Regions from separate parts of the Mus musculus genome. Here regions 1, 2 and 4 are each linked to region 3. The links are chromatin contacts, called in public ChIA-PET and HiChIP or PLAC-seq maps. All regions are on one chromosome and are shown on one strand. Each heading gives the region's core, a stretch centred on a gene start, on an enhancer-like site or on the middle of the called end of the contact. The rest is flanking DNA. Distances are from core to core; before and after follow the strand shown. Region 1 holds the start of Ext1 (exostosin glycosyltransferase 1). Region 2 overlaps Samd12 (sterile alpha motif domain containing 12). Region 3 overlaps Gm41323 (a long non-coding RNA gene). Region 4 overlaps Samd12 (sterile alpha motif domain containing 12).

Region 1 (6,472 bases), core at 2,610-5,109, 590 kb before region 3:
ACAGGGTTTCCTGTAGTACAGGCTGGCCATAAACTCATTATATACCAAAGGATGGCCTTGTACTACTGACCACCCTGCCTGCATTTCTACAGAGCTGGAATTACAAATGCATACTGCTATTTTGGACAATACAGTGTTGTTAACTATAGTCACTGTGCCGAGAGCCCAACACTTATTTAGCGTATTGCTGCAAGTTCATGTATTCAATCAATATCTCTCCATTTTCACCTTAGTCCTGTCAAACTCTTTTCTACTCCCTTCATTTTTGAGTTCAAATACATTTTAATGTTTTCTTTATTTTTTGAGAATGTAATTAAATCATTTCCCCTTCCTTTTGCTCCCTCCCATATACCTGCTTGCTCTCCTTTGATTTCATGGCTTCTTTTTCATTAATTGTTGTTATGCATGTAATATATATGTGTAATATATGTGTGTATACATATACATATGTTTAAATTGAGGTTGTAACTTATTTTGTTTTGAGGATACAAATAATTGAACATTTTGCATTCTGGGCCAATGCTCTACCACTCACCTGTAGCCTGAGCTCAAGGTTTTTTGATCCAATATATAGGCCAGATCATGAAGTATTTGTATTTCATTTTCTGGCTTACTTCATTTTGTATATTGGTTATCAAATTTATATACATTGTTGCAAATTGAAATTTCCCTTCCTCTTATGGCTAAGTAATGTTCTATTTCATATGCACATTTTTGATCCATTCATCAATGAACAGAAGCCTACATTGTCTTTATGTTTTGACTATTGTGGAAAATGCCACAATGAAAATAGCAACACCAACACCTCTATGATCTAGTAATCTCAGTGCGTTTGGCTTTAATACCAAGTCAAGGACTGGTATTTTTGGATTATGTGACATCGTTTCTTTTACTTTTAATGGTTTGAGGAAGCCTTTATACTGTTTACTAAAGTACACCAGTGAAAAGTGAGTTCCCTTTTCTTTATGCCCCTTTCAAAACTTGCTACTTCGTGTGTTCTTGACATAGCCATTCTAGTAGGTATTGAGTGGGCATCTTCTTGGGGCTTTACTTTGCATTTCTGTGATGATTAGTAATGCTGAAACTTTTAAATATACCCATGGGGCACGTGTATGCCTTCTTTGTGAAAATGTCTATTTAAATCCTTCGCCCATTTTTTATTTTTGCTATTGAGTTTAATAAAGCCCTTGTATATTTTAGATATTAACCTCCTTTTGATATATAGTCTGAAGCTCTGTTCTCCTTCCCTATGCTGCCTTTTCATCCTGTTGATTCTCATCTTTGCTGTGCTGGATGTTTTCTTAGATGAGTCAATTACTTTTGCTTTTGTTGTCTGTCCTTAAGAGACCTTCCCTTGGAACCTTAAGTCAAATTTTAATCACTCATTCATTAATTCATTCAATTCAGTATTTGAATTCTACCTAAATCCAGGAACCACCCCAGGCCCTAAGGATTAAAACAGAAGAGTAAGGTTGGGGACCTAGCTCAGTGGTTAAGAGCAGACAATGTTCTGGGAGAGGAGTAGACATTCAATACTTAGCATGTAAATTGTGTGGCTCACAGCCACTTAACACTGTAGCTCTAAGAGGATCAGATGCCTCTAGCCTTCACAGTTACCTGCATTCACACACACACACACACACACACACACTTAAAAATAAATCTTAAAATACTAAGACTATTCATTCTGATTAAACAGGAAAAAGAAAAGAAAAGGAACGAAACTAAGGCTGGAGAAATGTCCAGCAGCTAAGAGCACTTGTTGCTTTTGAAGAAGTCCAGAGTTCAATTTCCAACCCCAGCAGGATGGTCCCCACCCATTCACAACTCCAGTTCCAGATCTGACATCCTGCTCTGACTTCCATGAGTATCAGGCTTATAGGTGGTGCACGTACATATATCCAGGCAAAACATCGCTACACATTAAATAAATATTAAATAAAGATATAATAGGTGAGTAGATCTAGTGAAAAAATAGGGTAGGAGTGTTAATGGATTACATTACAAACTGAGACTGGCTGATTAAAAAAACAAAAACAAAAAACATTACTCTAAAACATCACTTCATCAATGAGAAGCTGAGAGTAAGCCGAGATCATTATTCCTAAGGTTCAATTGCAGAAACACGGGCTGAACGTGTTTCCCCTCACTTTCAGTACCATTTTTCTCCTACAACATCAACCACTAATGAACTGAATGCAAAGATGTGCTGTGAGCTGAGGGAACCACAGTTAGACAAGAAAAGCAAGAGACTTTGCCAATGCAGGATAAGAAGAGTCCTATCTTCTACAGGGTGCAGGTTGTTTGACAGCCAGATCTCAACACAAAGAGCTCTGTCTTGAAGACTGTTCATTGCAATCCCCCTGAGACCTGGGGTCACTTGTGGCTCTAATCTCTACCTTTACCTGAACCGTTTTCATCCTGCTCGGAAAATGACTGAACCCTTACTCTTGTTTCAGGCCTCTCTAAATCCTGTGGTGGGGACAAAGTAAATCATGAAAACCTACTTCATCTTTGGCAGGTTCAAAATGGGCAGAGGTTTCAGAATGTACCAAAATATCCCACCCAATATCTCTTCCCTTCTTTATTCAAACAAATCTGAAACAACAAAGGTTGAAAACTTTCCACTCTGCCTTATTATAACCATACCATGGGTACACAACCGGCTGGGGTTTTCAGTAGCCCGAGGGAGGTAGGGATGTGTCTGCTCCCAGCTCACTCACTCCCACAATAAACAATCACTAAACAGCTTGCTGCCCTAGGCAACTGCTTGTCCAGCTTGGCCAGGCTCTGAGGCTAGGGTGGGTAAGTGTTCTAAGCCAGAATTCAGGCTGTGAGGCCAGGTAATGCTTGGGAGTCTAGCACAGCTTGGAGGTCCTGGAGGTTCCTTTCAGAATCATCCAATTAAGTTCACTCAGAATGACAGGGGCTTGGGGCAGGGGAGTCGACAGAAGGAAGGTCAATTGAAGGAACCGTGGCACATTTATTGTAAATACATTTTTTTTTTTTTTTTTTTTTTTGCTTCAAAGGTTCCCTTCTACAGCTAGGGCCAGGTGACATCTTAAAAATACCACCTCAGGAAGAATAACAACACCGATGGGGGCAAAATGAAATGGCTTTCTTTTCAGCCATTAGATCCCTCCCGGCCCAATATCAGTGAATAGAACAGGTGGGAGGGATTCGGGAATGGAAGAGAGGGCACGCAGATCAGATGGCTTTAGGAGGTGTCTTCTCACACTCAGCCACAGATCCATCGGACTGTGACAATTCCTCCTTATTGTTGAGGATTAGGGTGTCTCGGCGAGGAAGACAGAAAAATAGGTGGATTACATAGGGGAATTAGAAAGACCACTTAAACGTTAAAAACAAGACCCACCAAAAAATTGGTCCTCAGCGGGTCCAAGTGTGGGGGGAGAGACATCCCGACCTGCGCTCGCTTTCCATGAAGTCCCCACCCCCCTTCCCCTCGCTTCTCCATTTTCAAGGCATCCTTCTCCAGGAACCGGTCCTCTCAGCCTCCCGGCGGGGAGGCGTTCCCGGCTCGTGGAGACCCGGGGCATCCCGAGCAGCGGGCTGCTGGCCACGTCCCCACACTTCCTCCCGCGCCTCTGGGGCCCGTCTGGTCCGGGTTGCATTCCCGGCCCGGCGTGCAGAAGGCCGGCGGTGGGCGACGCCCGGCCGGCTAGCGCTCCGCCCGCCGCCCGTGCGCTCCTGGGTCCCCGCGCCCGCGCCGCGCCGCGCCGCGCCGGCGCCTCTGCCGGCCGCCGGGGGTTATGAATGGGCGCAGCGGAAGCCCCGCCCCACCCGGACGTGACGCCCGGCCAATGGCAGCGCGGGCTGCGTGGATGGATGAGGTCAGCGCTGTCGTGTCGGGAATGGAATGTGTAAGTGTAACATTCAGAACCGGGTAACATTCGGCGACCGAACGCGGCGGTCGGCAGTGATAGCGCGGGGCCTGCGAAGCACCGCTCGGGGCCGGCACTGCCCGCGGGGAGGACGCGCCGCCGCCGCCGCCCCGCGCCGCCTCGTGCCGCCGGCCGGGCCGCCGCGCGCCCGGGGAGCCGGCCCCGTGAGCGCAGGAGTAAACACCGGCGGAGTGTGGGAGCCGCTGCAGAAGGGAATAAAGAGACATGCAGGGATTTGTGAGGTTACGGCGCCCCAGCTGCAAGATGCACTAGCCGGCTGAAGCCGGGGCGGATTGACTTGTTGGAACCGTAGTGCTCTGCACCGGAGTGTGGATGAGTTGAAGTTGCTTTCCCCGGGCTCGTTCTCCACGCCGCCGAGAGGAATCCGAGCGGAGAGGCAGTCACTTCGTCTTGCCATTGATTGGGTATCGGGAGCTTTTTCTTCCCTGCTCTCTTTCTTTTCCTCCGTCTTGTTGCATGCAAGAAAATTACAGTCCGCTGTTCGCCCGCCCTGGGTGCGAGATCTTCTGCCCGGCTCTCTCCCGTGCATTGTGCAGCCCAAAGATGAAAGACCGAAGGGGAGAAAGTTAAAGAAATCGCCCACATGCGCTGGATCAGTCCACGGCTTGGGGAAAGGCATCCAGAGAAGGTGGGAGCGGAGAGTTTGAAGTCTTTACAGGCGGGAAGATGGCGGACTGGAGCTGAAAGTGTTGATTGGGAAACTTGGGTGATTCTTGTGTTTATTTACAATCCTCTTGACCCAGGCAGGACACATGCAGGCCAAAAAACGCTATTTCATCCTGCTCTCAGCTGGCTCTTGTCTCGCCCTTTTGTTTTATTTTGGAGGCGTGCAGTTTAGGGCATCGAGGAGCCACAGCCGGAGAGAAGAGCACAGTGGTCGGAATGGCTTGCACCAGCCCAGTCCGGATCATTTCTGGCCCCGCTTCCCGGACGCTCTGCGCCCTTTCTTTCCTTGGGATCAATTGGAAAACGAGGATTCCAGCGTGCACATTTCCCCCCGGCAGAAGCGAGACGCCAACTCGAGCATCTACAAAGGCAAGAAGTGCCGCATGGAGTCCTGCTTCGATTTCACCCTTTGCAAGAAAAACGGCTTCAAAGTCTACGTGTACCCGCAGCAGAAAGGGGAGAAAATCGCCGAAAGTTACCAAAACATTCTAGCGGCCATCGAGGGCTCCAGGTTCTACACCTCGGACCCCAGCCAGGCGTGCCTCTTTGTCTTGAGTCTGGATACTTTAGACAGAGACCAGTTATCACCTCAGTATGTGCACAATTTGAGATCCAAAGTGCAGAGTCTCCACTTGTGGAACAATGGTAGGAATCATTTAATTTTTAATTTATATTCTGGCACTTGGCCTGACTACACTGAGGACGTGGGGTTTGACATCGGCCAGGCGATGCTGGCCAAAGCCAGCATCAGTACTGAAAACTTCCGACCAAACTTTGATGTTTCTATTCCCCTCTTTTCTAAGGATCATCCCAGGACAGGAGGGGAGAGGGGGTTTTTGAAATTTAACACCATCCCTCCTCTCAGGAAGTACATGCTGGTATTCAAGGGGAAGCGGTACCTGACAGGGATAGGGTCAGACACCAGGAATGCCTTATATCACGTCCATAACGGGGAGGACGTCTTGCTCCTCACCACCTGCAAGCATGGCAAAGACTGGCAAAAGCACAAGGATTCTCGCTGTGACAGAGACAACACCGAGTATGAGAAGTGAGTAAGGGCTGCCTCCCTTCGAGGCTCGGCCCTGGGCCCTGGATACCTGAGTCCAGGTGGGAGGGTGGGGGATGCGGGGTGGAGACAGAAGCCCTCAGTTCTGTTGCTTCCTTGGGATCCAGCGGCTGGGTTCAAGTGTGTGGGGTGAGCTTGGGCTTCTCAGGCAAACTCGACAAGAGTACTCTCTCCAGTCAAGTTGGTGAAGAAGGGAATCTTCCTGATACTTTGAAAACCATTCAGGACCCATGTGTCTTTGGCGCATTATGGGGGCTCGGATCCAAGTTTTGGAAAGGGTACTAAAGGGTATTTGTGACGACTCAGAGAGACACATGTTCTACGCAAGTCCACAGACTCTGACCCCTGGGCTTTGTCTGTTTCTCTCAAGAACATGGGTACCTGTTCTCTGTGCAGTTGGCTAGGCTTAAATTTGCACCTTCCCCCCTAAGCTTTAGATTCTTGATTCCTAGAATATTTTCATTTTTACCTTCCCAACTTGTGACTGCCTCTTACTTCCTCTACAGCACTGATGTTTATGAAGGGTAGAGTGTAAGCTGGTTAGGGTCATTCATTCATTCATTCATTCCTATAAGCCCTCTCTTTCTTGGGGAAACTTTAAAATCTGGGCCTCAGGCCCACTGCAGTGAACTACCCTTACTAATTTAGATTTCCCTTTCTTCTTTGTCTTTATCTATTTGCATATAAATGTGGACTGTTACTCTTTGAATGGGCTTGAGATGCCTCCTTAGCCTCTGTGGAGGGGAGAGTTTTGTTTAGTTGCTAAGTAACTGAGTTGGTTACTTTGTAGCCCCTTTCAGTCTTCCTTTTCCTC
Region 2 (7,147 bases), core at 346-2,845, 970 kb before region 3:
TCACACAAGAGCAGTCAGCTAAAGAGGACAGGAGTTAAAGTAAAGTTATATGTTGGTTTGAATAAGAATGGCCCCCTATAGACTTAGGTTTTTGAATCCTTGGTCATCTGTTTGTTGATAGAGAAGATCATTGGGAAAGATTTGGAGCTGTGTCCTTGTTTGAGGAAGTGTATCACTAGAAACGGTTTTGATATTCCAGAAGCCCACACTATTCCCAGTGTGCTCTCTGTATCCCATGGTCATGTTACAAGATGTAAGTGACTGATCCAAGGCTGTGATGCCTGCTTCCTGCCATGCTTTCTATCACGATGGTCACAAACTCACCCTTTGGAACTATAAACCCAAAATAAGCTCTCTCTCTCTCTCTCTCTCTCTCTCTCTCTCTCTCTCTCTCTCTCTCTCTCCCCTCTGCCTTGCTTTTGGTGTCTTATCACAGAAATAGAGAAGTAGTAAGTAATACAGAACACTACAGGAAAGTCAAAGAAGGAAGCTCCTACAGTTTCCAAACTGATTTAGAATGATGCTGATATCCTATCTACACTTTCTGGTAGTTGTCTTGTGAGTCTCACTTTGTCTTAGGAATGGTTAGGAAAGAACTAAGGTCTACGATCTTTCACAGTCAACAATTAAGCCTCATACAAACTCATCCAGTAGAGACTTCACACAGTAATTACATCTTAGTAGTAACAGTGTTCTCTTATAAATCAAAAGCAAGTAAATTAAGAGAGCATTTGTATTGCACAAAAAGATAAGGGTAGCTAAATTAAAAAATGAAATCTGCCTGTAAAGGCACTTTCTAATATGTTCCTTCAATACTAAGTTTATTTAAACCAGTTAATTGTTTAACTGCTTAGGAGAAAAGCTTCATCTTTAGCTTGGCAAGCTTGAAATTTACTACATAAACTGAAATAGAGGGTGGGGCTGAGTTCCTACTATTCAAATACACTGTTGCATATCTCGGTAATCAATGGTGATAAAAAGTCAAGACCCTATTTATTGGCTGATCTGTAGCCAAAGTTGCATTGTGAAATTGTTATTAGTCTACTCCATATTAGCTTGTCAAAGTGTAGCATTAAGGAGTCATAATGACAACAATCCCCAGTTTGCTCTAGTTTTTAGATTTGCTCTGTCTCCCCTTCTCTTCTGTAGCACAAGATGGTCCTTAGTCATATCTCCATCCCAACAGCAATCAGGTTTTGAGAGTAAATACCATAAGCTGATGCCCTTAAATAGCTGACCCTTTAATTCTCTGTGTGAATTGGAACAGCAGACTGAATCTATCCCCATACATGAGATTAGGGCATTGCCCTCTGCAGAAGGTAGGAGTGGGACCTGCATGGGTGTCTCATTCTTGTCCTGCCCTCTATCCCTTTGCCTTCCTGTGTTCACACTCTGTTAGGCTAAACACACATTATAAATTACTATAAAACATAGCTGAAATGATTGTATTGAAATCAAATAAGAATCCTTTGCAAAAAAAAATAATCATTTGCAAACAATCTTTCTCTTGAGGATATGAGTCTTGCATAGAGTCTTCCTGTAAAAGAGAAAGTAAAAGTGTCTGAAACACATTTTCATTTTGTCGATATAAAGAGCAGAACTAGTTTAGACAGGAAATGTCTGGGATCCTGCTTCGTATCACAATGCACAGAGGTTAAGATAATAAACTGCCTCAGGCCTTTTTCAGGGCAGCAAAACAAACCAAAATTGTCTCTGGGGTTGTAAACCAAGGACTGATGTGGTAGAGCTGAACATACAGAAGAAGCACTGGGGTAAATGTTTTTTTAATGGTTGCCTTTGGGCAGAACTTTTTTTCTATTAGTTTACTGTTCCTAGAAAATAGGAAATTCTTTTTTTTTTTTCCATTTTTTATTAGGTATTTAGCTCATTTACATTTCCAATGCTATACCAAAAGTCCCCCTTACCCACCCACCCCCACTCTCAGCTCTTTGGACTACTATTACTTTGGTTTAGGCTCCTACTGTGAGGGGAAAAGAAGACATGGCAGCTATTTTAAAAATGAGGAAATGATCATGGATACAAAGAAGAGTGTGGACACAGGACGGCAAAGGGAAGGGGGATGGGGAAGGATGAACACCCATGCAGTTCTGTTCCTATTTGCTGCAGAGGGCAATATGCTAATCTCATGCATGGTAATAGATTAAGCTTGTTCCAATTCACACAGAGAAGTAAAGGTTCGGCTCTTCAAGGGCAACAGCTTAAGGTATTTACTCTCAAAACCTGATTGCTGTTGAAATAGAAGGAATGATGCTGCTGCAGGGAGATGTGACTGGGGACCGTCTTGGTGCTATAGAAAAGAGTTGGAGAGAGAGTAAATCTAAAAACTAGAGCAAAACGGAGATTGTTGTCATGATGACTCCTTAATGCTACATCTTGAAAAGCTAACGTGTAGCAGACTAATAACATAATAAAGGCATGGGTAAGTGTCGCTGATAAATAGGGTCATGACTTTGGATCACCACTGGTTAGAGAGAGATGACACTGTATTTTAGTAAGAGAAACTCAACCTCACCCTTCATTTAATTTGTTTATGTTTACATATCTTAAGCTCAGGTTTACTTATTTCAAGGCATACGTCACCAAATTCACAATTAATTGTAATAGAAGATAGTGTGAAGGAAAAATAAGGGGTCTCCTTGGGTATTAATTAGCTTTAGAACCACCGAGTTTCTGATAAAGAATATAGCTAAGATTATAGCCCAATGAAGGGCTGTTGAAGATCCATTCTGAGTTGACTTGACACATTTGGGTAAATTATCCTCTGAAGCTAGGCTGATGGGCTCGAGTCCTCTGTTCCTTAGGGAATAAGCAAGTTAAAGGATGACCTTTCAAGATAAGGAAGTTTAATGTATTGATGTATAAGCAACTTCGTCTCCTGCCTTCCCTGTCCTAATTTACAGTCTTCTCTGACTGGTTTATAGGAGTCTTCAAAAAATTTGATTAGCTGTACTTGAAAGAAACTTGCAGGAGTTTCAGGGTAATGATGTGTCAGCTATAAACTCATTCAGCTAATCTGAGGGGAAAGTTTTAGAGTAGGGGAGAGCCAGATACAGAGGTGCTGAGTTGTGAAGCATGCAACAAAGTGCATCTCTGTCTAAAAGCTCTCAAATTCTAGTGTTTTTGATCATGTGAAGGAAAGAATGCCTTGGTGGGCCAAGAAAAAGATTTAACATCAGCATCCAAACAACAACAGCTTTAAACCCATGTATTCATTGGTGTTCTTGAAGCCCAAAGTTCTCCTCTCCAATCAGAATGAGGAAAACAGTCCATATGGTTTCAAATAGAAGGAGAAAAATGGATGCAGAAGGGTAGTAGGCAGAAGCAGCCATGTTTGATTAAGGAGCCACGTGAGCTCAGGATACCACAGGGAAAGCAGGCAGGAATGGACCGGAAGCCTACTGCTGAATAACATGCCATGCCTAAGATCACTGATTGAATGAAAGTCATCTCAGTTCATTACGTTATTCAGTTGCTTTTTCTGCTTGTGCCTGCCAGCATCCATATTGTTAGCTGCAGGACACTCGGGATGTGCAGGGGTAGAGAAGCTCCCTTGTAATCTCATTACGAGAGTTGTAGCTCAAACTTGCACAAATCCTAGTGATAAGCCAAGACGTCCATTTGGAACATTGAGAAGCTTTTCCTTTCTGGTGTCCGTGATCCTCAGCCAGAGATTCAGAGACTTAGGGCTACAATCTCCTGATGTTTGTTTGTTCATTAATTAATGCTTGATGGCAGATGTCAGGGAAAGGATTGACTGAAACTCTTACATATGATCTCATAGCATAGTCTGGATTTCCTCACAGTGTGCTGATGGAGCTCCCAGGTTGAACACTTAAGTAGAAGCCAGATAGAAGCTGTTTCTTTTATGACCCAACTTCAGAACTAATATAGCATGAATTCCACTATACTCCATTGGTAAGGATGGTCATGTGACTTGCTGAAATTTAATGGCTGGAAACATTAGCTGCTAGTATCAGAAAAAGTAATTTCAGTCATATTGCATAAAGTATGTACACATAAATGTAAATATATATGTGATATCATTTTTCAAACTATAACTAAATTTGATAAGCATTTTTGTTACATGATATCTTAGTTACTTTCCTATTGTTGTGATAAAACGCATACCATTGTCAAGATTATAAAAAGAAAATATTTAATTTGGCTTATGGTTTCACTTTAATTAGAATTAGATCCCAGAATGATGAAGGGAAAGAACAATTGAAATTTTACATCTGGATCTATAATCACAATGCAGAGAGGGAGAAGGGGAGATGGAGGGGGAGATGGAGAGGAAGAGGAGAGGAAGAGGAGGGGAGGGGAGGGGAGGAGAGGAAGAGGAGGGGAGGGGAGGAGAGGAAGAGGAGGGGAGGGGAGGAGAGGAGGAGGGGAGGAAGAGGAGAAGGAGAGGGAGAGGGAGGGGGAGGGGGAGGGAGGGGGAGAGGGAGAAGGGGAGAGGAGAAGGAGAAGGAGAGGAAGGAGAGGAGAGGAGAGGAGAGGAGAGGAAATGGCTCAAGTCACACCCAATGGCATATCTCCTTCACAAAGCCATACCTTCTAATCCTTCCCAAGTAGTTTTCCCACCTGGGGACCAAGGATTGAAATGGAGGAGTCTATGGGAGCCTTTTGCATTCAAATCATCACACATTACGAAATTAAAAGTAAAAACTTTGTTTGTAATTATTTTGTAAGTGATGACCCAAGGAATCATTTAATTAAAAGCATATTAATAAAAAGTGCTATCTAAGTGTTGCATATTCCCTTCTCTCCATTTCCTGGTAAATATCTAATTATCTGGATCGTTCTCCCTTAATACTTTTTTTTTTCTTAAAATTGGGACACAGTGGGCAAGTAATTCAATTTTTCAAAAAAATATAAAAATATATTTTGTCTCATAATTTCTTTGCCATAAGTAAAGGTTAATAATAAGTAAACAAATAATAATTGTATGCTAGACCTACTATTTTCTGTTGAACGTTCTAAAACTGAAGCAAGTCTTTCTCTGTAAAATACAAATAAAATGTTAACAAGTGTTTGGAAGATATAATTCACACTTCTGCCAATTTAGGGCCTTCCCCTTGCCTTAATCTAACCGGTTAAAGAAAGAAATCTAACAGGTTATAAGAAAATAATGACCGGATCTCTGTACCAATGAACCTATTTGAAAGAATTCTCAATATTTCTTTCAGCCCTACTCTTTTGGCAAACACTGGTCTAGAATGATAAAAAAAACAAAATTATTGATGTAGGTGGTTCCAGCTAGCCTAGCCCAAGTTTCTGGGACCCATGGGAGAGATGTCAGAGCCATAGCTTATTAATAAATATATTTGCAATCTACCATTTATCAAAGGCTGAGCCCTTCACACCCTGGCTTTTAGAATTATTTTTATTTTTATTTTTCATGTCTTATGGTCGGTCCTCCGGAAGATCCAGTGAGCAGTAAAAGGCCTTGACTATTTGGCTTCTATATAAGGCCTGAGGATTCCCATTATCGTATTACCATTCCCCACATGCTGGTAGAATTGACTCCTTGCTTTCTCTCTGTGGCGTGACTAATGTCCCTGGGCTTTACAGGACCACCTTGAGTCCAGAGCCCCCAGGCAGACTAGCACTTTTTAGTATGCTGGTCTCTATGTTCTCTAACATTCAGTCCTGAAATAATTATTCTCACCTGCTGGGCCAAGTGCTAGTAGGCACCAGGGGTTTTGGGAGGAGACCTAGACACCTCTAGCAAACAGAGAAAAACATTTGGCAATGGCTATTTTACCCCTAAAGCCTGAGGGACTTGCTTAGCAACCTTATTATCTTGTTGCTAGAATATTTGGAAAATATTGCTTCCTAGAGGTTTTCCCAGCAGAAATAATAACCCCAAGAACAGGTAAAATTTTACATTGCCTTTACTTCTGGCATCTCTCTCTCTCTCTCTCTCTCTCTCTCTCTCTCTCTGTGTGTGTGTGTGTGTGTGTGTGTGTGTGTGTATGTGTGTGTGTGTGTGTGTGTGCGTTCAATATTGATAAAGGTTGCAGAGGTTAGGGCCATAAGAGCCATGTATTTCTCTTCAGAGAATTCAGACTATGGTCTTTACCAGGCACGCTAGGATGTTGAACGCAAGTGTCTTTCTAGGCATGGGGCAACATTAACACACACTTCTTTCTTTCTCCACAGTCAGCTACAGTGAAGCTGTCAAAACCAGTAGCCCTGTGGACCCAGCAGGATGTCTGCAAGTGGCTGAAGAAACACTGTCCAAATCAGTATCAGCTCTACAGTGAGTCATTCAAACAACATGACATAACTGGTAAAGTCTGCAGTATCCAAGGCTCCTCTCCTTCCATCCCCTCCCCCTCCCACCATGATGGCCTTTCCCTTCGCCTACACCAAAATCTTCCTGCTGAAGTTTCCTGGTGTAACTTTGCTTTGAAATAGGCAATAAATTCCAGACAGCATAAAACATGATATTGCATGGATCAAGTAGTTAGTAGACGAAAGTAGATTCTGAATGTCTAATGCAAGTGTGTGGAGCAGGCAGTTGGTAGATCTAGAGTAAACAAGAATGCATCAGTCCTAGTGAAAAGAGAAAGTCATTTACGTCCACTTGGTTGGGGATTTTGTGAAGATGCGGAGTTTCTGCGTGGGAGAATCTTTCCCCTTTTTCTCTCATTAGACCAAGCATGTTGACTTTTCTGACTGATTGGTGACATCTGTGTAATGATGGAGAAGAGTCAATAGCAGAAAGTCACTCTCCCTGCCAAACCAGGCATCTCCTGTCATACTCCACTTTGTCCCCTCCCAAGAGTGCCTAAGTTTCTAAAGCGTCCTCCCTCTTATTGTCACTGAGTCACATAGTGAAACTACTTTTCTATCAAGAGTATGAAAGCCTTTCACTGAAAGGATAAAGAAGAATTTGAAATCAGAAAAGTGGGATTGTAGAATATGCTGCAAAGGCCTTTGCTGTCACTTCTCTCGGCAGGGCATGGCATAGGAGAGGAAGTGAATATACCCATCCTCATGCCCACCACTACAGCAGGAGGAACATATCTGGACTTCACTTGCAACTCTCCTGTCTGGCCCATAGCTCACACCTCCCTAGATAAAATTTGGAGAAGGGTTCTCAGAGTGAATTCAACAG
Region 3 (6,903 bases), core at 2,564-5,063:
GTTCCAGGAGGTGGTTCGCAGGCATTTAATCAGAAGGCAAAGGATAGCGAGGGTTACTAAAAACACCCAGTTATCTTTATCTCCAGGGACACCGGAAGTTCAGACGGTAGCATGTTTTCATAAACAGGCTTACACTGATGAAACTGCTGGTATTTAAAACATGCAGATTAGCTATGAGTAATATAGATATTCAGATTAGCTATGCATATTATAAATATTATGGAGACACTCCTGCTCTTAAATGGGGTGTAATCATCCAGCAATGCTAAAAGTTCAAGTTCTTCCTAGTGGTACCTGAAGTTTGATTACAATGCCTGCTGTAGTGGGAGTTGTTTTGTGTAGCAAGCAACTCTGAGGTGACCCAGGTTCTTCCCTTCCATTAACTGACCATCCTCCTATCACTGTCACTTTGGGTTTATGCAGAATTGAAACGAGAATAAGGAACAGGGCCAAGTTTTAGAATCCACACATATAGAGTATACTATATGGTTGCTTTGTTCTTTTCTTTACACTACCCATCTAAGGAGTGAACTTCAGCTTAACTCATGTTTCTCATAGCACTAGGCACAGAATTTTGGGAGAGAAATTTACAGCTTTGCTACCCATAGGACAGAGCTGGCATATGGGTACCAGCTGAGGGTGTGTTAGCAGACAGCACCAGGTCACCCAGGACCTACTGATACAGTCTGTGTTTTATCTGGATCTGAGGAGATTCATGGCCAAGTTCAAGTTTGATGAGTTCTGTTGTAGACCTGATCTTGATATCAGGCAGAATTTAATCGTTAGGAAGTAGGAGATTGGCTTGTGCCAGATTGTAACAAGCACACATTTCCAGGATTTTTATGTGCTGTCAAGTTTACAAGACGTTTAAGTTTGTCAGTGTAATAAAATTCTTTGGGGAGGGGCCTTAAAGTTTATTTTAGTTTACATTTCAAGGTACAATCAAGCCTTGTGGGAAGTCAAGGCAGCAGAAGCCTGAAGCAGAAGGTCCCATCTCAGGCACAATTAAGAACACAGATGAATGCATCACACTGCGCACTTCCTGTTCTCCATTTTTACCATTTGGGATCAGCCAGAGGGTGGTGCCAACCCACGATGGACAGGTCTTCCGACTGCAATGACTGTAACCAAAACAACTCTCTAGAGGCATGCATAGAGGCCTGCCTCCCAAGTAATTGTGTGTAACACAACAATAAACACTCACCATGCTGCCTTTCAGGAGAGAGGGAAGGGAATGAGGCTTAGCAGAGGTTCAACTTGGAACCCACAGGGAGAAGGCCAGTTAGAAACCCAAAGTAGAAGCAACCCGAACGACTGCATTGTAGAAATGCATGCCTCTTTACAAACACTTGTTGTTACACTGCACCAAACTAGTGACCCAAAGATGGGTGCCCAGTGAGGCCAGAACTTCTCACTTCTATCCGGAAGCCCAGAATATACACTGGAATGGAAATCTCCATGGTTTTTAATTCAACAAGGACCTGTTGACCTGATCCAATCTAATTCCACCAGTTAAGCACAGCTGAGATAACTTACTCACCAGCCTCTCCAAAGAGGCATCCAACAAGCCACTTATTTCCCTCTGCAATTCTATTTGTGTATTGCTTTTGTGGGTTATTAATGGGAGACATGCAATTTCCCAGACCTATTTGAAAGCTGACGATGTACTTAGAAGACCTGAGCCACAGGCTTTGAGAGAGCACTACTGATTTCAGCTGGAGAAGCTATCCTGGGAAGCTGACAACCTGCAGCTTTGCAGTGCAGCTGATGGAGAAGCCAAGGATTTGGAAATTGGGCCACATAACTATGTTCTGCTATTGACTGTTCAGCTTCCTAATAATGATGATATACAACTGAGATAAAAGCTGGGATGCTATGCTCACGGTTTCATGTCCTAGTTCGTGTGCACACATGTGTCTGTGCATGTGCGTGAGAGGGAGAGGGAGGGAGAGAGGGAGGGAGGGAGGGAGGGAGAGAGAGAGAGAGAGAGAGAGAGAGAGAGAGAGAGAGAGAGAGAGAGAGAACGCAGAGGAGTAGCTTGCAGGGGTTGATTTAATCCTGTCCTTTTACCACATGGGTCTAAGGGACTGACCACAAGTCAGGAGTCTTTCAATGCAGACCTTTACCTGCTGAGTCAGTGCAGCAGCTGTGTTTGAGGAGATCCTAAAAAACCAACTGCACAGTAACAGGGAAATAGTTTTAAAATAAGGACTCCTAAAACAACAACAACAACAACAACAAATTCTAGGTGTCATTTTATAAGAGGGAGAGAAGGCAAGAAAGAGTGATAGCGATAGACCAAGAGGGAGAGGGAGAGGGGGGGAGAGCGAAGAGTTTCTGGAGATTAAACCCAGAGCTTTAGGCAGGCTAGAAAAATTTCATCACGTTGGAGGTAAACCTCAGCCCTAAAAGAACATTTTAATAGATAGCTCAATTACTCTTTGTAACATTACATTGTAGATACAGTATTTCAGTGAGATTTCCGGGTGGTATCATCTGTGCATTTTGACCAAGGAGAGAATAAACAGGAACAACCAGTCCATTGCATGAAGAATTAGTACATTGAAAATGCCAGTGCCTTCGCATACTTATGTAAAGTTACTGTGCCAAGATCCAGCATGCCTGACTTACACAGGTTACCTGTGTATGCTAGTTCTCTGGGAACACAACACTGATCTATAGCATTTTCCTATCGAGATGTTGTTAGCTTTCCCACAGTGCCTGACACATGCTGCTAAGGGGCATCTCTGAAAGAAGATCTAGGAAGACCATAAAGAATCAGCTCCTGAGAGGCTGTGCCAGCTGATAGAGCTCACCACAGGGGAGCCCTCACAAACCAGGCCTAGAAAGAAGTGTAAATACAGGGCTACGGCAGCACTGCATATAAAGGAATTCTATATAATGGAATATATAACAAGTATATGCCAACTGGAAGTTTATACTAAATTTAAGGATAGTGATCTATGACCCCCCCACCCCCCCAAAAATCTAAAATACATGTTTAGCCAGGCTGTGGGGACACAAGTCTTTAATCCTAGCACTTGGAAGGCAGAATCAGGTAGATTTTTGTAAGTTCAAGGCCAGCCTGGTTTACATAGTCAATTCCAAGACTACAGAGAAACCTCTAAAAACCAAACCAACCCAAACCAACCCAAACCAACCCAAACCAACCAACCAAACAAACAAACAAACAAAACAGATAGTGGTCTAAATAGTTAGGCTGGGCCAGAGATTAGATAGAAAACTGTCTTATGTAAATGAGATAAGTTTGCAGATGGAAGTCTTATAGATCTTGTTAAAATGCAATCTTCTTCTTCAGCACACTCTAGGGTATGGCCTGAGAGTCAACGCTGCTAATGTACTTCCTGTGGGGATAAGGGTGTTGGTCTGTGGGCTGCCCTCTCATAACCTCTGACTGCACTCAAAATAAGCCGACCTATTACCATTTTTTTTTTGATCTGCTGTCAAAGCCACAGAATTTAACAGTATAAACCACCATGCAGCTGCACCCAACAAGCATGAGAGGAGGTGGAGGCAGCGTCAGACAGCAGAAGACTGTCCTTCTATCTATCTGAACAACTCAATAATGTTCTGCTATTGGGTGATGAAAGTCCTGGTGGGCTAGGGAAGGTCTTTTTGGCCTAGAAGCAGGAACAAAACACAAAACAGTCAATCAATCAATCAAACAAACAAACAAGCAGTCAACTTGCAGATTATGTGGCTGTGATGGTTTGAATATGCTTGGGTCATGGAAGTAGCAGTATTAGGAGTGTGGCCTTGTTGGAGGAGGTGTGGCCTTGTTGGAGGAAGTGTGCCAATGTAGAGGTGGGCTTTGAGGTTTCCTCCTGTGCTCAAGTTCCACACAGTGTAGAAGAGGGTGTCCTCCTGCCTGCCTTCAGATCAAGATGTAGAACTCTCAGCTCCTTCTCCAGCACCATGTCTGCCTGGATGTTGCCATGCTTCCCACCATGATGATAATGGACTGAACCTCTGCAACTGTAAGCCAGCCCCAATTAAATGTTGTTCTTTAGGAACGTTTCCTTGCTCACAGTGTCTCTTCACAGCAATGGAAACCCTAACAAGGACAGTGGGTGACTTAGACTGTGGGGCAGAAAATCTCACTGGGAAATCTGTTTTACTCCAGATGAGAGAGTCAGTTCCCAGACACACAGCCATTCTTTCCAGGCAGCCCTTGACCCACAGAGTGACTCCTCAGCTCCTCTAAGAACAAAGTACTGAAGTTAAAAACTGTTGGTTACAACTACCACAAGAATAGCTACCCCATTGGTTTTGAGCTAAAATCACCTCCTTTAAGATACAAGACTCAGCCCTGTCAATCGCTAAGTCTGGCGCATGAGCTGGACCTCACTGTCATTGATCTGACTGGTTTGTTGTTGGTTTCTTTTTCCATCACTTGCTCCATTCCTTCTTCCTTCTTGGCAGGACAATCTCCAACAGCAATGCTGAGACATCCATGCAGCCACACTCCCATGGCTTTTGGTGTGGTTTGTGTCTGTCAAATAGTTTGTTTCTTTGGTGGACTTGGATAAAAATTCCTTTCTTAATAAAAAGAGAAACTGCAGCAAAAGAAAATTCTACTCTCTTTTTCCTTCCCTTTAGTTCTAATGGATAAACAAATGATAGTTGGGGCTGCTACAGCCCTCATGGTGTGTGAGACTAGAAGCCTATAGACAAAGAGCCAGCACACTATGGAGACATAAGCGGGAGAATGAGTAGAGCTAAGGTCCTTGATATAAATATTATTGGCGAGCTCTTAACCTAACCCTGTGACCTAGAATTCTAGAATCCTTAAGTGATTTTATCCCCTACAGTTAGGTACCCTTATATCTTATAGGTAGCCTTATACCTTATTGATATACAAGTTACTTAGCCTGTTTGACCCTAAACTTTCTCATCTAATAATTGAGGATAATACCACGCAGGAATGTGAGGAGTAATTAATGATTTGATCTTTATGCTCTATCATACCAGTTCACCTGTATGATGCTCTCCACCCATTTGGCTTATTAGTTACTGTTTGGAGACAGTTTTCTGAGTCCAGCCATCTCAGAAACAAGTTCTACCTTGTTGACAGGGTCAAACCTGAGTTCATGTTCTCAGGTCCTGGAACCCAACTACTATCCTGCTTCTTCAGATGTTTCATGTTTTTCTGCTAACCAGGAAAGGATGTAAAAATGAAAGTTGCTGTTATCTTGTTGTCTAAATTACAAGCACACAAGTCATAAATGCATCGCCTGTCTTGACTTAATTGACCACGTGCTGCTTGCCCACTCCTTTGTTCCTATATCATTATAAATTCTAGGTCAGAGTCCAGGAAGGGACCTGACTGCAAAAGGTGACTCAAGGATCCTGAAACTTGGAGACCTGGATACGTCCCAGTCACCAACTTTAACTTCCCTGCTTAATGCCTTGTGTTGAAATATGATTGGTCAAGGCAACAGCCCTCCCTCCTCCCCCTTGCTTTGTGTTGTCATCCCATAAAATTGTTGTACAATCTCCCTTTGGGGAGTCAGTTCAGATTCCAAACTGGCACCCTTTCGAATGTGCAGAAAATAAAGCTTTCATTTTTAAACTTCTGTCTCTGAAGTGAGTTTTCTCAGCTTCTACCCCAAATGCAAAAGTTACAAGTATAGAAATCTTTTGAGTAACGTGAAGATTGCTAGATGGTTGATGATTTGATGAACCTTCTATTAGAGGAAATTAACACACATAGCACGGTGCCTGGTTTCATTGAGACTGCTGCGTTGGATCACTTTACATAGATGTGCCAATGAGTGTACGTACATTCATATCTTTTTATTCCAACCATACTTTCCTGAGTTTCTAAGGAAGTATTCACTTTATATCCGGGGAGACAAGTTTTTAGAGCATCGTTCAATGGCTCAGAAAGCATCCTTCTTATATACACTAACTACATACACTCAGTGCTGCTGGAGAGCACAAACATGGTTTGGGGCTTAGGTTTCATTATCCCCCTTTCCTAGCTACATTCTACAAGTCCTTGTGAGCTTCAGCAGGCACAAAGTTTGCCAGAGCCTTGGAAAGGTGCACATTGATCTAATATGAAAGCATTGTGAACCTCATTGTCCCCCCAGATGAGGGACAGCTGACTGGTAAAACTGCCACCACTTTATTTCCCTTACTCTGTCCTTTCAGAAGTGGCTGCTCTCACTGTCACAGGGAGTTGTTGAAATCGTCTTTATTTTTCTGCAGCTTCGAAAGCAATCAACTTGTCTATGAAAATCATCCTCCATTGTCAAGACAACAATAGCCCTGGCAAACTCCTCTCTGTCTTCAAGTAGGTTTTGAAAGGCATCATCTTTTCCAATTCCAGAGAGGAAGGAAGTGCCTAAAATTCTGCTTCTGAAGTGCTAGGTAAAACACCCTCAGGTCTCTCTCCCTTTTCCACAAGATGGAGAACTGGCCATTCCTTGTTGGGAAATTCTTAAGGGGATAGAATTGACAACTTAACTCCAATTACTCTGACTGCCTTTTTCTTTAGAGTACAGTACACTTTAAGATTTGAGAACTCTTTATTTAGTAAAAATTGGCCACATAATGACACCCTGTGATTGTGACATGTCACAAAATTGAGGACTAAAATGTTGCTTGAAAAATAGTTTTCACGAGGATAATGCTAACTGATTGAGGAAGAGGCTCCATATTTTCTTTCTAGACAATTCTGTTTTGTACCTAGTCAAGTAGGGGCACTTCTTCAAGAGTAGACTGCAGTCTTTGTGTACAAAAGCTTTACAGTAACAAATGTGGCCTGAATGTGAATCTCTGTTCTATAATTTATCACTAAGAAAGTTCAAAGGGCAAATTATTTGACTCAGGTTCCTCATTTGTAAAATGAGAGTTTTGGTGAAACCTACTTCATAA
Region 4 (6,267 bases), core at 1,011-3,510, 920 kb before region 3:
AAAATGAAGTCAAAGTTAGCTTACAACCAGGATTTAAATGTGACTTTGGCCATGGTACCATTTCACGTTAATTCATGCATTGAAACCAACATGCCCTGCACCTTGTCTTTTTAGTATAAAAAAAAGCTATGTGTTTGTCTATTGCAGCCATAACTGTGAGTAGAACATAAAGCAGGAGGCGATAGGTTTCCCACACGCTTCTTGGTAATTAATTTTAAAACATGCCAAGTGTGCAAGACATCACTCACCCGGTGACACTCCATCAACAAAGAATCCCACAACAATGCAGATGAATGCTGACAAATAACAGCAAATGTACCGCAGGGTTTGGTTTACCCATCAAAAGCAGAAAGGCCTTGAAGGCTATTTATTGCACCATGAATCTTCAGCTATAACCTCCATTAGGTTGGTATGAGACTTCCTTGCTTTAAAAGAAAAATGCTCTGAGGTCCAAGAGAAGTTATTACTGAGTCTTCTCAGAGACTAAAACAAACTCCCCAAAATAATATTTTAAGGAATTTTTAAAAATTAATTTTTGGAGAGGATTTGGTAACTGGGTCTGCAATTCGCAAAATAAAAATATTCAACTTTCCAAGAGGCTAAAAATAGCAGGACTGTGTTTTTACTCAGTTTAAAAGGTACCATAAGTAGTTTCTTTCTGAATTGATATTTTAGATGAGAATTAATACATTTCCAATTCCCTCCTATTAACATCATCAGCTCCTGAATATAGTCAGCCAAAAACTGTACTGTCTAAAACAGGCTTTCCACTGAAGACTGGTTAAAAAAATCAATGTTCAGTTCCCATCAGTCCAGCAAATTACTTACAGTAACCACAGTGCAATTTTCCATTAACCCTTCTCTTCCTCAGCCCAAAGAAAGACATGCAATTAACTGCCAATCACTCTGTGTCTCACTCTGTGAAGGGCCAGGCTAGGCAGTGGGCTATGCTCTGTTAGAAGTGAGAGGAGACATATTCGTCTTGCCTTCTTGCCAGGAAATGAGGTAATGGGTTGGCTGATCTTTGAGACCTTGCTTGTGCTGAGGGATTTGTTGTCACCTTAAAGAAATCAGGGACATTGGGCTGTGGGGTTAACATGAATATTGTTAAGGTATTTTGAAAAATCCTACTAAACACAGCATATCTAATTACAAAAAGATTAGTGACACCCCCTCTTATTAAGGCTAGACAAGGCAACCTTGTAGGAGAACAAGGGACCCAAAAGATGATTGAAATCCCTGGGAGGACTAACCTGCTTTGAAAGGAAACAGAGAAAGAATGGATGGGGCAGAAGGAATGGGAGGTAGAGGAGGTGGGAGACAGAGGTAGAGACAGAAAACTATGGGCGGGATGTAATATATGAGAGACTTAATTAATTTTTAAAATCCTAAAGGCCCTTAACTACTCTTGGTTATGGTGAACTGTTAATTTGTAACGGTCTTCATAGGCTGTAGTAGCACTCAGCCCTATCCCTACAGTTAGTTTTGTCCCTTAGTGGCAAAGCCACTAGAATTATTTTCCATTGAAAGAAGGAAGGGCATGTCAAGAGAACAGGGATGGAGAGTCAGCTATTGAAAGTTTCAACTCTGAGCCAAATGTGACCCATATACATGATTTGTTTGACTCCGCTAGTGTGGAAAACATGGGTAAATTTTAAATGGTTGGACTTCATAAAACTTGTGAATTTTCAGTTATTCAAAATTTAAAATAGAAGCAGAGGCACCAGTTGACCCATATTCTAACTGTACTTTTGCAGAGCAAAAAAAAAAAAAAAAAAAAAAAAAAAAAAGGATTAAAATGGCCTGTTTCAGGAGAAAAAAAAATCCAACTGTGCAGCCCAACTAATTTCAATGGTCCCTTTGAGCAGTTCTCCTCACACAATTGCATTATCCTGACAATCAACGCATTTGAGTTTGTGACCTCTGGAGTAATTGGATGAGGAGGACAGGGCGTGTAAAGCAGGTAGAAGTATATGTTCAAATTTAAGGTGAACTTCACATACTTTCTAAGGAATAATAATTAAAATGCCAATATTTTCCAGTGACTCACTTGTATAAAACATCAAAGCCCCATCATTTTTTACTCCCCTATACTAGACATCATTCCTTAAGATGGAATCACGGAATCAGTGACTTAGCTGACAGTTTCGCTGACAGTGACACATGAAGTAGCATCTGCCACTCACCATTAAGCCAGCCCAGCTTCCTCTCTCATCATATATTGACTTTTGTAACTGAGAAACTCAGGGTGTCTGACCTCAGGCAAGGCTGCATTCAGGAAATCAAATAACACTGTCTTCCTCCCTCCTCCACCCGCTTCCTCTCCTCTCATATTTCCCTTCTACTTTCTCAGCTTTGCTCACTGTTGACTTAATTCCCCAGCCAATTCTCTGCATATGACAACAGAGGCAGCCACTAACAGAAAATCTAGTATTATATTATACCTTGGGAGATGGTCCAAGAAGGAAAGAGAACTTTCCTCTTAGCAACCAGGCCTATTCCAGTAACGAACTTATGTATTTGCACTGTCTGGGTCACATCCACACAACATTAATTTAACAAACATTTATTTAGTTCCAGAATAGAGTCACAATCCCGTTAGGGACCCGAGAACATCAGGGGAGGCCCATATTCGCAGAGATTGCCATGCGGCAAGTTGTGTGAGGAAAATGGGAAATAAAAAATAATCACAATAAGTAAGAAAGTGATATTTTTCTTGAGAGCTGAAAAATACTACAGGGGAATTCGTTTTTAATCATCAGAAGTTTCCTCAAAGGAAAAAGAGGAGTTCCCAAAATATGGAAGAGCAAAGATAAGGAGGCCATATAGACAAAAACAAAGGAGGGGCTAATCTTGAGTGGGGCTTGGCTGCACAAATATCATTTCTTCTACCATTATGCTCTCTTTTACTGTGAGAGGGGGAAGGCTGAGCTTAAGATCTACCTGAGAGGCACAGAAGACCCACATGTGCCTGCCTTCCTTCCTTACCCCACATTCTCAGCAATGCAGAGTTTCTAGGAACTCCTTTCTGGCTCTAAGAGCCCATTTCCTGTGCCTTGACTTCTCTTCTGTCCGACTTAATGACTTAGTCACTTTATTTTGCTCAAAGTCCACTGAATTACCCTTAGGTGCCACTTATATGGGATCACAAAGAACCAGTCACTCGGGTGAAATTGATGTTTTTCACTGTCATCCTAGTTCACTGTAGGCGAGCACTGTGTTCCTAGTTCTTTGTAGAAGTTCAATCTGTGATATGCTTATAGTCTTTGAGAAACGAGTAGATGAATCTGTTGAATAGCAGCTGTCAAAGCTCACCCAACCCCCCACTCTCTATTTCATGGTGGTGGTGTGTTCATGATCCGTTCATGATCCCCCTTCTTCTACCCCACCCCCACCCCCCAGTGATAGTGACCATTCACAGACCCTCCAACTCAGCAAACTTTGTCCCTGTGCAAGAACGTGCAGAAATAGGTTTGGCGAATGTATTGGGTTCTTTGTTGGTTTTGTGACAAAATACTATGGTCAAAGCAACTTATAGAAAAAAGAGTATGTTTGAGAATTACCATTCCAGAGGAAAAAAAGAGTTCTTCACTATCATGTCAGAGAAGAGTGACGCAGGCAGGTATAAAGGGAGAACCATCTGAGAACCTCCATCTTTGTACCCCAAGCAAGAAACATAGATTGTAAACTGGGAGTAGTGTTTGGGTGTGAAACCTCAAAACCCACCTCCGATGGGCATATTTCCTCCAGCAAGGCTATACCTTTTAAAATTCCCCAAATTGTGTCACCAACTGGGGACCACATATTCAAATGCCAGAGCCTTGTGAGTAGGGGGAGATGGTATTCTTATTCAATCCACCGCAGGGAGGATGTGAGGTTCAGTTAGTTCTTATTCAATCTACCACAGGAAGGATGTGAGAAGCAGTCAGTTAGGGGATGCTGACAGCCTGGCCTTTCTCATATCTACAGCTTATTAATAAGACATAGAGCTTTTAGGTGTTGCATAGCTCTTAATCAGCCATAGATGAACATGTGCTTTCACGGAATCATTAAAAAACGAGATAATCTATGTAAAGCTCTTAGGATGGCATTTAACACATAGCAAATGTTTGCTATTGTTATCTCAGTCACATGAGAAGGAGCAGTCCCTTGAGTGTGATGAGATAGCAGCCAGCAAAGCATCTGTGACACTGGATTTGCATCATGCCAGCGGTTCCGAGTTACTGAGGATGCACATATGTCTAATTCCATTCTACTGCTGCAGTCTAGGGAGTAATGTGCTTTTCCATCTCGTTTTTGAAACGAAGGAAGCTAAGGCTCAGATAATGCTTTCCTAGGTATTAATCTCTATGTTTTAGCTCATAACCCCATGATTTTATTATTTTCTACTTTCTCTTTGTTTCTTGGCTCTAAAAATTCCCACTTTGAAGTTATGGACACCTGGTTTGTCTAAAGAATGCTGATTATATGGTCACCACACTGGTGTTCACACTGAATGGAGCTGAGGTTAGACCCAGGGACAGCTGGTTAGGACATAACATAGGATAATCCTTTCCTGAGAGTGGATTTGAACTAATTCTACTTAAACTAACTCAATACACACTGACCATTTGTTGGAGACTAGCTGGAGAATCATGCAGAAGAAAAGCTACCCTATAATTCAATCCATCTCCCAGGAAAAGTGACAGCGAGAAACCACTATAGAAACAAAGGCGAGGCCATACCGACAGCCCACCCTGACACTTCCAAATTCAACTACAGCATGGAATAGTTATCTTTAAAACCTGCGGTGGTATCTGGCATAATTGTCTATGAAGTGGATGGATACCAAGGATCAAGTGGGACGTGACAATCAGAGACACACCCAGACCTAAGTCTTTGCCTGAAGCCACTTTCACTAAGCTATGTGAACATGGAATCCTGTGCCATATGCAGAAGGATCTAGATTTCCTTTAAGTTTTAGTTGTCTGAATGGAGACCTGCAAAGACAGCAGTTCCTAATACTTGGCACTTGTCTTTATCGTCTAAGCCAAAGTCTTTGCAGCTATGAGTAAAGATTTCTATGTGAGCCAATTATCCCTGCCCATGCAGGTGGTACTACCACATATGTCATCCAAGGAGAAGTAAAGGTTTTTTGTTTTTGTTTTTTTTTTTTTGGTTTTTTTTTTTTTTTTTGGTTTTTCGAGACAGGGTTTCTCTATATAGCCCTGGCTGTCCTGGACCTCACTTTGTAGACCAGGCTGGACTCAAACTCAGAAATCCACCTGCCTCTGCCTCCTGAGTGCTGGGATTAAAGGTGTGTGCCACCATGCCCGGCATGTAAAGGTTTTATATATCATCAATGACAGCAAAAAATTATAGTGATATAGCCACAAGCAAAGAAACACTGGCATAGCTAAAATATTGAAGATCAGATATTGCCCTCTGTCAGCTTCTAGAGGGCATGTGACCCTACAACATGTTGGTTTTAGCCCAAGGAAATTCGTGTTGAGATTCTCATTTCCATATCTCTATGGGTTAAATTTCTGTTGTGTTAAGCCCCCATAGTCATAGTCATTTGGTGTAGCAACCAGAGAAATCTATATACTTGTTCCTTTACTTCGCTTGTCCTTTCTGCCCATTGACCCTTACTCAACTGAGCTGGTCATGGGTTGTCTGTCTAAACCCAGCACCATGCCCTCATCTGCGTTCAATCTGTGGGAAGGTCAGCTCTGCAGCCCGTTCTCTCTGTTCTTTTTGACAGCATGTGTTCATGTGCTCATCACCAACCAATGCATGTGTCACCTCCTACGATGGCCAGCGTCTCATGTTGGTTTTGTTTGACAGTTTCCAATCAAGTCCTTTATATCAGAGAAAACAATAATTTAAAGACCAGGAAATGGGAAGTCAACAGGATGTGGATAAAGAAGTCAACCTTAGCATTACTAAAAGAGTGCTGAAAATATGTATTTGTAAGTCCTATTATGTGCCAGCGTAGGAAACCTGACGGGTAAATTTATACAGTATTACAGTTCTCTGGAGAAACAGAACTAGAGACAGACAAGTGTATGTGTGTGTGTGTGTGTGTGTGTGTGTGTGTGTGTGGTACTCACATGTGTATGTACAGGTTGACAGACAGATAAAATAAATTGGTTCATGCGGTTATAGAAATTGCCAAATTAAAGTATCTGTGAAGTTCATGTTCTCCTTTGAGCCTAGAGGAAAGAGCTGCTCTGCATTATAGGAAGCAATCTGCCTTATCCATTCTGTCACTTGAAGCATCAGCCT

Evidence for each region. ChIA-PET counts read pairs in DNA pulled down with a chosen protein or histone mark. HiChIP or PLAC-seq counts read pairs in DNA pulled down with a chosen protein or histone mark.
Region 1: an H3K27ac HiChIP or PLAC-seq map of DN3 thymocytes shows a contact between it and region 3, with 10 times the contacts expected there. The contact joins the promoter of Ext1 here to the enhancer-like site in region 3. A contact is called at or near these places in 7 of 39 promoter capture datasets (the 3T3-L1 cell line, the C10 cell line, embryonic stem cells and 3 more), 1 of 15 datasets of contacts at CTCF or cohesin (the NIH/3T3 cell line), 4 of 484 Hi-C or Micro-C datasets (the C2C12 cell line, CD8 T cells, effector CD8 T cells and 1 more), 13 of 115 datasets of contacts at active chromatin or transcription factors (CD8 T cells, DN3 thymocytes, the SCID.adh cell line and 9 more) and 1 of 9 other capture datasets (macrophages).
Region 2: an RNA polymerase II ChIA-PET map of memory CD8 T cells shows a contact between it and region 3, with 5 read pairs. The contact joins two enhancer-like sites. A contact is called at or near these places in 3 of 115 datasets of contacts at active chromatin or transcription factors (astrocytes, large pre-B cells and memory CD8 T cells).
Region 4: an H3K27ac HiChIP or PLAC-seq map of large pre-B cells shows a contact between it and region 3, with 2.6 times the contacts expected there. The contact joins two enhancer-like sites. A contact is called at or near these places in 1 of 115 datasets of contacts at active chromatin or transcription factors (large pre-B cells) and 1 of 9 other capture datasets (embryonic stem cells).

Annotation. Positions count from the first base shown.
Region 1 is chr15:53,343,570-53,350,041 of GRCm38.p6, reverse strand. It overlaps Ext1 (exostosin glycosyltransferase 1), which reads left to right and starts at 3,859. Exons shown (of 11, transcript NM_010162.2): 1 at 3,859-5,640. The coding sequence starts at 4,679.
Region 2 is chr15:53,718,784-53,725,930 of GRCm38.p6, reverse strand. It overlaps Samd12 (sterile alpha motif domain containing 12), which reads left to right. Exons shown (of 5, transcript NM_177225.4): 3 at 6,187-6,316. Among named protein-coding and RNA genes, the nearest start is that of Mir28c, 110 kb to the right of the region's middle. Within about 2 kb of position 1,595, at least 55 of the 459 cell types and tissues checked have an H3K27ac peak or open chromatin away from gene starts, as enhancers often do. A contact at or near this core is called in memory CD8 T cells, where this site is marked.
Region 3 is chr15:52,750,396-52,757,298 of GRCm38.p6, reverse strand. The region is part of intron 3 of Gm41323 (a long non-coding RNA gene); the gene reads left to right. Among named protein-coding and RNA genes, the nearest start is that of Gm34794, 32 kb to the left of the region's middle. Within about 2 kb of position 3,813, at least 56 of the 459 cell types and tissues checked have an H3K27ac peak or open chromatin away from gene starts, as enhancers often do. A contact at or near this core is called in CD8 T cells, DN3 thymocytes, the SCID.adh cell line and 3 more, where this site is marked.
Region 4 is chr15:53,664,539-53,670,805 of GRCm38.p6, reverse strand. All of the region lies in intron 3 of Samd12 (sterile alpha motif domain containing 12), which reads left to right. Among named protein-coding and RNA genes, the nearest start is that of Mir28c, 53 kb to the right of the region's middle. Within about 2 kb of position 2,260, at least 10 of the 459 cell types and tissues checked have an H3K27ac peak or open chromatin away from gene starts, as enhancers often do.